Regions from separate parts of the Sus scrofa genome. Here all the other regions are linked to region 1. Evidence: chromatin contacts called from public Hi-C and promoter capture Hi-C data. All regions are on one chromosome and are shown on one strand. The core of a region is the stretch at or near the end of the contact, and the rest is flanking DNA. Distances in the headings are between cores, read along the strand shown.

Region 1 (3,727 bases), core at 501-3,000:
ATCTTTCCTACAAAAATAAATTCCTTGTATTTTGTAATACTTGACATGTATTCAAGTACCCTGGGAAAAAAGGAGGCAAAATAGGGTCATAAACTCAAGTGAAAATGACTTTTGTAAGTCAACTAATCCAAATATAAAGAAAAATCCTGGCAACTCATCAGGCTACATAGTTTATCTGTTTGCCAAAATCTGGATTTTTTTGAACTGTTTAACTTCAAATTAAAAATACAAGGTTGCCTGCATTTTCCCTCATAAATTTCAAGCTAACTCTGTATCTGTTAACATTGTGAGCAATCATTCCCCATGTAGGGATACTCTGGACCACTTTTAAAAATAAAGACACCCCTACTTGAATGCCACATAAGCATATTATGGTCCAGTCCACACCACACTCACAAGTAACATTTTACAGTCAAAACAGATGACATTTAAAAGTTAAACCCCTCCAAACCAGAGAAACTACTTGAGAGGGGAAAAAATATTCTGAACAAGTTACTAGTACTGCGAAATTAGTTTCATTAAAAAAAATTAAGACGACCTAAATTAAATTGCCTGAGAAAACGATGGCCTTCAAAGGGGTCATTTTCCATATCCCCTCCTCCCATCCTGTTAACGCTACAGTGAGAAGTGCCTGATCTCGGGGAAAACCCCCAACGCTGGGCTCACTGGTAATTTACACTTCTAGAGCCATCAGTCACTGACAAGTTATTAAGAACGGGAATCAGAAACCTGACGACCAGCACAAGATCCCCAAATTAACTTTATTCTAAGTCCCTGTGGCTCCCCCAGGCGACTGGGCCAGTAGCAGGAACAGGCCTCGGGCCTGTGAGGTTACAGGGTTCAACACGTGGTATTTTTCGAGCACCGAAAGGCACTTCCTCCCGGTCCTGGGGCGCCGGCAAGAACCTGGGGTGGAAGGAGCGCCTCCACCTATTGCCGGAGAAGGGGGCTCGACGCTCGACGCCCCAGAATCCCGCAGCTACTGGCGGGAGTGCCTTGGAAGAGTCCAATCTCACCCACTCTCCCGGCGCGTCATCACCCTAAACTTTGAGCCGCTGAGGCCGAGAAAATGGTCGCAGAGGAGGAAGTGCCAGGCACGCGAGGGGCGTGAGGCTACTGGCGGCACGGGTCCCGGAGGACACGGGGAACCGGGGTCCCGGCGCCCGAACCTCGCCCCACTGGCCCTGTGTGTGGGGGGGTGACATGCCCTCCCGCTCCCTCCCCCCGGGCCCGCCGGCCTAGCCCGCCCGCCGCCGCCGCCACCACCACCGCCTGAGCCTCATGGCCGCTCGCCCGCCCGGCCCGCATCTCACCGTCCGCCGGCTGCTGGAAGTTCACATACGCGTAGCCCAAGGAGCGGCGGGTGATCATGTCCCTGCAGACCCGGATGGAGAGGATGGGCCCGGCCGGGCTGAACTTCTCGTAGAGCATCGCCTCGGTCACGTCGGGGTGTAGGTCCCCCACGTAGAGCGAGGCCATGGGGTAGCTGGGGGCGCTGGGGTTCATCTTGGCACGGCTGCCCGCAGGGCCACAGGCCGCGACCTTTCCGTGAGAGGAGAGCGAGTGCTGGGGCCGGGGGGCCGGAGCCGGGGGGAGGGGAGCGGGGGCAAGCGCAGAGGGACAAAAATCAACCGGAATCGAAAACTACTCAACGGCCGCAGAACGGAGTCGATCCGCTTGCCGCTGGCTGCTGGCTGCCGGCAGGGGAGAGAGGGTGGCGGTGTCGGGTCCGGGCAGCGGGAAGGCCTCGGTCTCTTGGTTCCTTCTTGGAGCTGCTGCGGGGCCGCGGGCGGGCGGGTCGGTCTCGGCTGCTTCACCGGGTTATTTTATAAAAGAGGAAGAAAAAAAAATAAAAGTCTCCGGCGGGGGAGACGCGGATTTTTTGTAAATTTTTTTTGGGTTTTTTAAAAGATTTTTTTAGATTTTTTTTGGATTTTTTTAATAATAAATGTGTGTTCCGAGCCCGGAGCACACACTCCGCACTCTCAGCACTAACCGCCGGGGAGAAGGGGAAGCACCGCCTCCTGCACCCTCTACTTATACCCCCCGCCGCACTCGCCCCGCCCCCGCGCGTCTGACGCTAGGGCCCTACGCGAACGTCAGCGCCGGAGGAGGAGGAGAAAAGGGGGCAAGGAGGAGGAGGGAAAAGAAAAAAAGGAGGAGGAAAGAGCCGAGAGGAAGGGAGAGGTGGCGGCGGTGGCTGCTGCGGGCGTGGGGGTGGGGCTGGGGCGGAGGGGCGGGGCTTCTGCGCACGCGCCGCGGCCGGGGGAGGCGGAGCCTGTGCTGCGTAGCGCCTGTGGGGGAGGGGAGGGCCGGCTCGCGGGCTGCACTTGGAGGAGGTGGGTGGGACGGCCCCTCCTCCCACACACCCCGCCCCACCTCCACCCGGGAGAAGCGTTAACCCGTCACCGCGGCTGTGGGCGGCACGCGGGGCTTCCGGGTTCCCGGGCGCTAACTACCCCCCACGTGCACGGCCACCCGGGCCTCTTCCCGCCGCAGCCAACCCTGTTCCATTCGCCCACGCCCCCAAGGGATGCCGGGCACGAGTGGATGGGCGTGATCCCTTCCAGGCCCGGTTTCCCAAACGTGGGGGAAAGGAGCCAGGGCTGGCTCCTCCGTTCTCCTACCGGACCGCACTACGAGTCCCAGCGGGCAGTGCCGCCGCGCGCCTCGACCGCAGAAGCGGTGCTTGCTGGGAGCTGAAGTCCCCAACGGCCGCAGCGCTCGCTGACCCCAACTGGCCGCGGGTCCTGGCTGCCAGCTCGGGGACCTCCAACCGTCCGGTCCCTGGGCCCCAGTGGCGGCCCCGCGGTGCTTCCAGTAGAGGAGGAGAGAGGGGAGGGGCCCTCAGACTCCAGATCCTCTCGCTTCCGAGCCCTAGACTCTCCTCGTTCTGCCCGAAGGAGCTGTCGTTGGTCGAAGTGATTTTAATTTGGGGAAACTATTTTGGGGGCTTTGTCCACTTGCCTTTTTAAGGCATCGTGATCACTATTCACTTAGGTGGTAGACTGGAATCACTGATACGTGCCGTTTCTGCCAGAAATTTCTTTGAGGTAGAAAAAAGGTCTCGAGAAAAATTAATGTTTTTCTTTAAAGTATGAACATCAGTCATGCGTGACAGCACAGACCTGCAACCAAGCAAAATTAGTACTAGTCAAAACGCAGTATTAAAAATGTTTAAAACAATTTCGTAGTTAGTTATGGGCTTTAATAGGAATGCTAAACGTAATGAGTTGATAGCCATAAAAAATACTAGTTAATAGGAATGATGTTAAGTCAACATACAGATCCCACTTTAAAATAGTAATGCACTTTACAGATTTTAAAGCACTTGCAAAAACATCCTATCATTTGTTCCCTACAGCAATATTGTGTGGGAGGTGGAGCAAGGAGTAATTATTTTACTGTTAAAGGAATGGTCTCAAGTTAAATGCCCAATTCATTCTTCAATGCATGCCAGATACATTGCCAGGTGTGGACTGGGTACTTTATTCTCATTTAATTAAAATGTAAACTTGCAGAATCCCCCATAAGTGCTAGTCTGTCCCCAACTGGTAGGAAGAGTATAATATTTTGGAAAATACGTTGCTTTATGTGCCTTAGTATGCAAAAGAGCAAAACTGAGGACTATGCATTAAGAAGACATATCTACTACTAATGATAAATCACCATTCAATCTATTAGAACTCTGTGGTTAACAGCCGTCCATATATTTATTGAATACTTA
Region 2 (3,740 bases), core at 1,075-3,574, 370 kb after region 1:
CCAGAAGAGTCACCAGCTCTGCAGTAGAGAAGGAGCCCCTGCACTCAGAGGCGGGGTGCTGATGGGTAGGAAGAATCCCAGCATCACTGCACTGGTGGATCAGTACATACTACTTATGTAATACAGACACTGCCAGTACAGTGTAGCATGTTGATACCCAGGTCTAAGAGCCAGATTACCATGTTCTGGCTTTGCCCCCTCCTAGTAGTGTGATCCTGGGTTAAATCTCTCAATATCTGTTTTAATTTCTTACCCTGAGAGCTGGAGATGTTGATACTAATTCTCATGTCATGGAATGATTGGTAAGAATTACATGAGTTAATTCAAGTAAAGTGTTTACACTAGTTCATGGCACATTGTAACTGCTCAAAACAATATTAGTCACTATGACGCATTCATGAGAATCCGCCTGGCTAATAGCTGATTCGCCTAATCAGGAACCAGGAGGCAATGAAGAGGCAGGGGCTGGGGGGAACAAGCCTGGATGGAGAGGGGGCCACCTTGGGACTTAACTGCCCTGAGCCTCAGTTTCTTCATTCGTAAAGTGGGGATCACATAAAATAACACCCGCAAACCTTGTCGTACAATATCTGGCTGTACTAAGTGTAAAATAAATATTTGCAACTCTCGTGTTTCAGATAAGGAAACTGAGGCACAAAGAGGAAAGAACTTGACAAAGGTTACCAGCCAGTAAGTGGAAAAGCTGAGATTTAAGCCAGGGCTGTCTGTTTTTAGAGTCACATACCCACACTTCAAACAAATTGTTGAGAATATAATTTATTCACTCATTTTTTTCTTTTTAGGAGCAGTTAACAGAATAAGATGACATTTCCCAAGCAAGGGGATAAATTTGTTCTTAAACCCAATTTCCAGTGATTTTTTTTCTCTATCCTCTTTTGCTAGACTAGCAGCTTTTAAAGCAGAGATTATATAAAAATTCATTCGACATGACATTAGACATAATAGACTCTTCTGGGGGTCCAGGCCCATTAGCGGCAGATAGGCTTAAGCTACAGTGCATATACCCAAGTCCACTTACCATGATGAAACATCCTCCCGAGAAAATCAAGTGGTGTGAAAATGCCAGCTAATACTGCTTGTTTCCGCTTGTACTCAGTACCACCAAAGTAGAAAGGATGGGTTTAGAAGCGCCTTTTTTTTTTTTTTTCTGTCTTTTTGCCATTTCTACGGCCGCTTCTGCGGCACAAGGAGGTTCCCAGGCTAGGGGTTGAATTGGAGCTGTAGCCGCAGGCCTACACCAGGGCCACAGCAACATGAAGCCACAGCAACACGGGATCCAAGCCGCGTCTACAACCTACACCACAGCTCATGGCAACGCCAGACTCAACCCACTGAGCGAGGTCAGGGATCGAACCCTCAACCTCATGGTTCCTAGTCAGATTCGTTAACCACTGAGCCACAACGGGAACTCCTAGAAACTCCTTGAGGACGGCTGCAATGCAGGTTTAGCCCGTGCACATAAATTAAACACAGGTGTGGAGGCCTGGTGACCCTGACCTGACTCCTTCTGCCAACTGCTAGTTGTGCCTCCTTGCAAACTCAACTCATGATCCTTCAGTGGGGACCCATTTGTAGTTAAGGCATCTAAGCTCAGGGGGAACCTCCTCAAAATCAGTGACTCTCAAAGTCAAGTCTACCAAGCACCTGCTTAGAAAACGTCAGGACCCTTGTTAAAATGCAGATTCCACAGCTGTAGCTGGTTCTGTTGAATCTCAGGCTCTGCCAACAAGGCTGGCGGATGTGCATTTCTGACAAGTTCTCCAGGTGACCCTAGGCCCGCTTTCTCAGCCCATACCCCAGGCAGGTGTGGGGACATGGGGCAGCTATAGAGGAATCTTCCTGACCGTGTCACGATGGGTCTATCTGGGAGCTTTGCCTCAAGCCTCAAAATCACGATCCTCCTGGAGGTGGCATCCTCAGGGACGGTGCCTCTCGCTCAGCGCTGTGTGAGTGCTGGAGTGACCTTGCTTATGAATTACGAGTAAAGGGCTTTTTAGAACAGAAGCCACCTCTCCCTGGTTTCTGACTTTTTGGCGGCCTCATGAAACAAACCAGCTTCAGGAAAGGGATGCACGTGGTGGGGGGCCATGTGGCCGTGCACCCAGCAGGCGGCCATGACTCAGCTCCGGGGGCTCGCGCCCAGTCCCGGGGCTGGGCGGGTTTGATCAACAAAGAGCTCGAATGCGCACTCCCCGGGCGGCGGCGCACCTGCCCACCTGCCTGCTGCCGGGCTGCCCGGCCCCACCCCTTCCGGAGGCGGCCCTGGAGGCGGCCGTTGCCGGCCCGGTGGGGGCGGGGGCGAGAGCAGGCTGCGGCCCCCGCCCTCTGAGTCACCCCTACCCGCCGGAACCGAGCGGGCCGCCGCCTGGTCCCGCCCCGCCTCTGCGCCTGCGCGCTGCACCCGTTCTCCCAGCCCCACTCAAGGCGCGGGCGGAGCCCGGCGAACTCGCTCCCCCTGCGTTTCTGGCACCCAGACTGCTGGGCTTCCAGAGCAGGAGCCCCTACCCCGCGTCCCTCCACAGGCGATGTCTGTCTAACCGCGCTCGCGCCGGCGGGCAGGAAAGCCAGTCTGTCTCTGTCCTATTACTGGGCCTCCCTGATGCTGCTCTCAAACCTCTGCCTGGGAAGACAGGCAAGTAGCTAGTGGCACCCAGACTCCACAGCTGTCAACTGTCCCTTTTCTTCTGCTAGTGGTTCTCAAAGGTTGCTGCCCATTGGAATCACCTGGGGAGCTTTTAATAAACTGGACAGTTAAATCAGAACCACAGATGTGGGCCCCGGGCATTGGCATTAGTGCAAAGCTATCCAGATGATTCCTGTGTACAGCCTGGGCTGCGAATCCCGAACCACGGATGCAGAGGCGGGTTTCTCAAACTTTAAACGGCATCGAAATTGCCTGGAATCTTGTTAAAGTTCAGATTCCCTCTCAGAAGGCCCGGCAGGGGCCTGAGAGACTGCATTTCTAACAAGCTCCCAGGTGCTGCTGAGGCTGCACGACAATAAATGCTCCGTGTCCCTTTACCTTTTCTCTTGTATTGTGATAGGGAAGACATGGGCTTTGGAGCAGGTAGGGGTTTGAATCTCACCTCTGCCACTTCTAGCTTGGTGAAACTGGATCTTGTTTCTTTGTATGTGAGGGCTTGATACTCTCGAGTTTCTGGTGAGGGTGACATGAGATGATGTACAGAAGGCACCTAGCACTCAGTGAGTGTTCAGAGAAGGTCCCCTGTGTTAGGATGGCTTGGCTCTCCAGTGACCCTCATGGCTGATTCGGCCAGGGATTGGCAGAAGCAGAAGGCGGTCCGTTCAGGTTCCCACTTCCCTGCTCTCCTTCCTGTTAGGAGAACTGGGGTCGAAGCCAAAACACTCACATGAAGGGGAGAAGGGGTATAAAGGCAGGAGGCAGGTGTGAGTTGGGGGAGCTGGAGAGATGGGGCAGTGGCAAGGAAGGTCCATGTGAGAGCCCTGAGGAGGGCAGTGGGACCATTCCTACTGGTGGTGAGCTCCACTCTTGGTCTTGCTCTCCTGAAACTTTAGCCCGTATATGTCTCATTTGGGGGCCCAGTGAAGGGGCTGGAAGACAGAGGTTTTGCATTAAATCTTACTGCTTTGTTTGAGACCAGTGGTGGGGACCATGTGCAATAAGATTGTGTGTGTCATGAGATCTGTGGATGCTCCATCAGGCTCTTCCCAAATGCAAGGCACGTTTGGGATTCTCT
Region 3 (3,836 bases), core at 1,027-3,526, 440 kb after region 1:
CCAAAAAAGAATGCTGTTTTTTTGTTTTGTTTTGTTTTCTGACTAGAACCCTAGATAGTTAACAGATATGAGGTCAAAGCATTTCATTAAAATACCTGAGCTTCTCCCAAAAAGAAAAAGGGAAACTGCGAAAATAAATCTACTGACTGGACAGAGTCCCACCAGCATTAAACACCGAACTACAAGTCAAAATATAAAGGCCAATCAACCCTTTTCTAAAAGCCAACTAAATATTTTAACAAATTACAAAAATGTTTAGTATGCTAGTCTAATATAAGAACCCTATTCCCACCCAATAATGGTAAATAAACCCAGATGTGTTAGCTTTTGGAGAATAAACTTCCATTGTGGTTATTTTTTAAAAACCAAATCTTTATTAATTCCAAGCCAAATGGAATGATTTTTTTTTAAAAGTATATTTATGGCAGCTGTACAAACCTATTCCCATGGAAACAGATTTGGATACGTTTGTATTATTTGGATGACAGTCATGTATTCAATCTTTTTTTATCCCGATGTTTATAATGTTCCTAACATCTCAGTGTTAGAATATTTCAGTGCTCTCAGGTCTCTGAACTCTTCCACATAATGTATGCTAAAGATGTTAACATAGTGACTGTACGGATAACCTCTTAATTGTTATACACTGAAAAAAAAATTGTGAGAAGGGAAGCTACTAATTCTAGAAGTTTCTTTGATATCTAGAAGTTGTTAGCTATTTTAACATTTTCATGCAGGGATCTGTACAAAGGAATGCCATTAAATACACATTATTTTTAACTTTTGCAGTTCCAATTTCTTCTAATACATAACATTACACGATAGATTTAACCCATTTTCACTGTCATCTAACAAAAGTAACAAACAAGCCATGAAAGCTTTAATAAATACGTCTGTGGTTGCTGTTCTTATTTTTGAAATAGAAAGCCTAACATCAGGTAAAGGAAACTCAATTAGTCTAAATGTGTTAAGATCGGCCCCTAAGTTCTAACACGCTGCATTGATTTCCTTCCTGAAAGCAGAAATGCAAACGAACAAACCACCTGCTTTTGGACAGCTCAACTTAGGACTTGCTCTCAAGCCAATCGAATTTTCTACAAAACCTTAAGCAATAACTAAGCATAACTTCTCCCTGATTAAATGCGCCAAACTGTGGAGCAGGAAGTCATGTACAACCCTAAAAGTTGGTTTTTAATATAACTCTTATTTTGGACGATTCTCGGAGGGGGCTGCAAAGAGGGAAGTAACAGAGCGAATAACGAGTTCTTCCAAAACGAGGAGCTCTTATCGGAGGTAACAAGTTAAGCACTGCCCCAAAGACCCTCTTAGAACCAAAACAAATAAGAGAGGAAAAAAAAAGATTTTGGATCCAGGAAGTAGGATCATCCTCCCTAAGAATGTGAAGCGAAGAGGCCCAGGCAGTGTTCAACATCCTGACCCTGGCTTTTAACTCCATCCGTTTTGGAGAGGCAGAGGATGAAAGCACCAGCCGTAAGGTCTATTTCTCTCAGCACTTCGCTGAACCCAGCTGCAGCCGGGCGCATCTTCCTTCTCGATCCGGTCTCTTCAGCCTCAGAGAGCCCCCTCCTCTTTTCTGCCACCCAGTCTCTCTCTACCCGCCACTCCCCACGGACCCCGGCCCGAGACGTGCCTCCCGGAGGCCTCAGCTGTCCGAAACCCGGCCCCTTGACCACGGGGAGTCCCGGCCTCGAGAAACCGGCCAGCTGCTGTCGCCAGAGGGTAAGGTTACCGCTCGGCTACCGGTCTGCGACCCGGCCACCTGCAGGGCCTGGCAGGCGCCCGAGCTTCCCCTCCTTCCGCGGCCCGCGCCGGACAGGACGGGCTCGGCCGCCCCCGGGAGGCGGGGCAGGCCGGTGGCCCCTCGCGACCTGTGGTAACCCCCATGGTTCCCGCCGACCCCGCCGGCGGGCCCCCACCCGGGCTCCCGGGCGTCCTGTGCGGCGTCAGCGCCGCCCCCACAGCCGCTTACCCGGGCCGGGACAGTCTTGCGTCTGAGAGACCGCGCAGCGCGAGAGCGCCGGGGAGGTGGCCGGAGAGGAAGGGGAGCGCGTCCAGCACCGCTTCGACCTCCTCCACCCGCCAAGGAGGGGAAAAGGGAGAGCCGAGAGCACAACAGCCCGCGCCTCACACCCGCCGCCGCCGCCGCCGCCGCCGCCGCGCGCGCCCGCCGCCGCCTCAGCCTTGGGGGAGGCCACTACGCCTCGTGCTCGCGCACGCCGCGCTGCTCTCCCAGTCGCCCCAGCGCCGCCCGCTTCTCCCTGCTCCCGCCCACTCGCCTTCCTGCTGAGGCCTCCTCCCCGCCCCCACTCTCTAGCGCGCCTGCCCCTCTTCCGGCCGCGCGGGCCAATGGCAGCGCGCCCCTATTACATAAGTGGAGAGGCGGGGCCTGCAGGCTGAAGGCGGCCCCTCAGAGAAGGGAACTGCAGGGGACGTCGCGCTCTGTCCTCTGTGCCCCTCCCCTGCCGCGTGCTCTCTCCGGGCGGCTTTAGCCGGCCCTGGGACCCGCGTGATCTCGGTCCTGGCTGGTGACGGCCCGCAGTGTGATTCACAAGTCGCTCGCTCACTCATTCGGGCGGTGGCCGGGCCTCAGCCCCTGCGTCCCAGGTCACGAGCCTCCCACCTCGGCGGCGCCCTCCTGTGTCCCAGCCTGGGGAGGGTCCCGGTGAGGCGCGCCAGCCCCGCGGCGCTAAGGGTCGCCGACCCGGGAGCCCGCCACCCAGGCGCACTGCCGTCCCCGCCTCCTGTGAGGCCCGGGCGGGCTGGTCGGCCCTTAACTGGGACGTGCAGCCTTTGTTCGCTCACCAGCTGCCCTTTACCTCGTTTCCGGGGAAACCCTGGTTACTCTACGAATCTGGGAATTTTAGAGAGTTCAAGATTCAGGCCTGAGTGTCTCGCTGAAAATTGCCGGCCAGGCCTCCCTGACCATTTTAGTCTAACTACTTAGCAGTTTAATCAGTTGTTACTATTTGGGGGAATTGTGTGTGTGTGTGTGTGTGTGTGTGTGCGCGTGTGTGTTACTTGACTTAGAGGCCACGACGGCTAATTTCCAATATGTGATCAAGAGCATGGCGATTTAGTAATTATTAAATCTGTTTATCTGGAAAGGCCTTTTAGACCTTGGCTTTAGTCTGCTGCTTCCCTCCTCCCCCCTCCCCTCGCCTCCGCCGCCGCCACCCAACACACGTTTGTTTCAAATTAGAACTACAGATCCAACAACAAAGGAACTCTTGGCATTTGACATTCTCACCTTGCCTCCGCTCTCCTAATTTATCTGTCAGCGCCCAGGAAATGGTAGTTGAATGTAAATACATGGCAAGTTACTAGGATAACTTGGGTGGACCGGGGTATATATATCACAGAATTGTTGAAAATAGCCAGGGAGGAGTTAACTGCTTAATGAATTTGGGTGGCATACAACTTGTTCAGTCGTTCCTTTTCCTCCCCACTTCAGGTCCTCTCACTTTTCACACCCTCCCTTCCATATTGCAGTTTTAAACGACAGGTTCAAATTTTAATCTCTCTCCAGTGCTCAATTGTAAGCTCATTTTCGCCGCTGCATACCCAGTGCTTAGCAGTATATGAAATATAGTAGGGGGTGAGTAAATGGCTATTGATCAGATTAACTGATGTGTATCAAGAAAGCAGAACTGGGAGTCCCCATCGTGGCGCAGTGGAAACAAATCCCACTAGGAACCATGAGGTTTCGGGTTCGATCCCTGGCCTTGCTCAGTGGGTTAAGGATCCAGCGTTGCTGTGGCTGTGGTGTAGGCCCGCAGCTGTAGCTCCGATTGGACCCCTAGCCTGGGAACCTCCAT

Evidence for each region. Promoter capture Hi-C pulls out the DNA fragments that hold promoters and counts their contacts. A called contact is a pair of places that touch in the nucleus more often than the background predicts.
Region 2: a contact with region 1 is called in a Hi-C map of liver, with 5 times the contacts expected there. A contact is called at or near these places in 2 of 47 Hi-C or Micro-C datasets (fetal heart ventricle and liver).
Region 3: a contact with region 1 is called in a promoter capture Hi-C map of fetal liver, with 5 times the contacts expected there. A contact is called at or near these places in 2 of 5 promoter capture datasets (fetal liver and liver), 11 of 47 Hi-C or Micro-C datasets (alveolar macrophages, blood, embryonic fibroblasts and 5 more) and 1 of 2 datasets of targeted methods (alveolar macrophages).

Annotation. Positions count from the first base shown.
Region 1 is chr4:36,207,449-36,211,175 of Sscrofa11.1, reverse strand. PABPC1 (polyadenylate-binding protein 1) reads right to left here. Exons shown (of 16, transcript XM_001927747.4): 2 at 1,314-3,128. The coding sequence starts at 1,506. Among named protein-coding and RNA genes, the nearest start is that of PABPC1, 72 kb to the right of the region's middle.
Region 2 is chr4:35,837,380-35,841,119 of Sscrofa11.1, reverse strand. The region is part of intron 1 of LOC102160303 (a long non-coding RNA gene); the gene reads right to left. Among named protein-coding and RNA genes, the nearest start is that of ZNF706, 71 kb to the right of the region's middle.
Region 3 is chr4:35,766,527-35,770,362 of Sscrofa11.1, reverse strand. ZNF706 (zinc finger protein 706) reads right to left here and starts at 2,276. Exons shown (of 4, transcript XM_003481371.3): 1 at 1,991-2,276.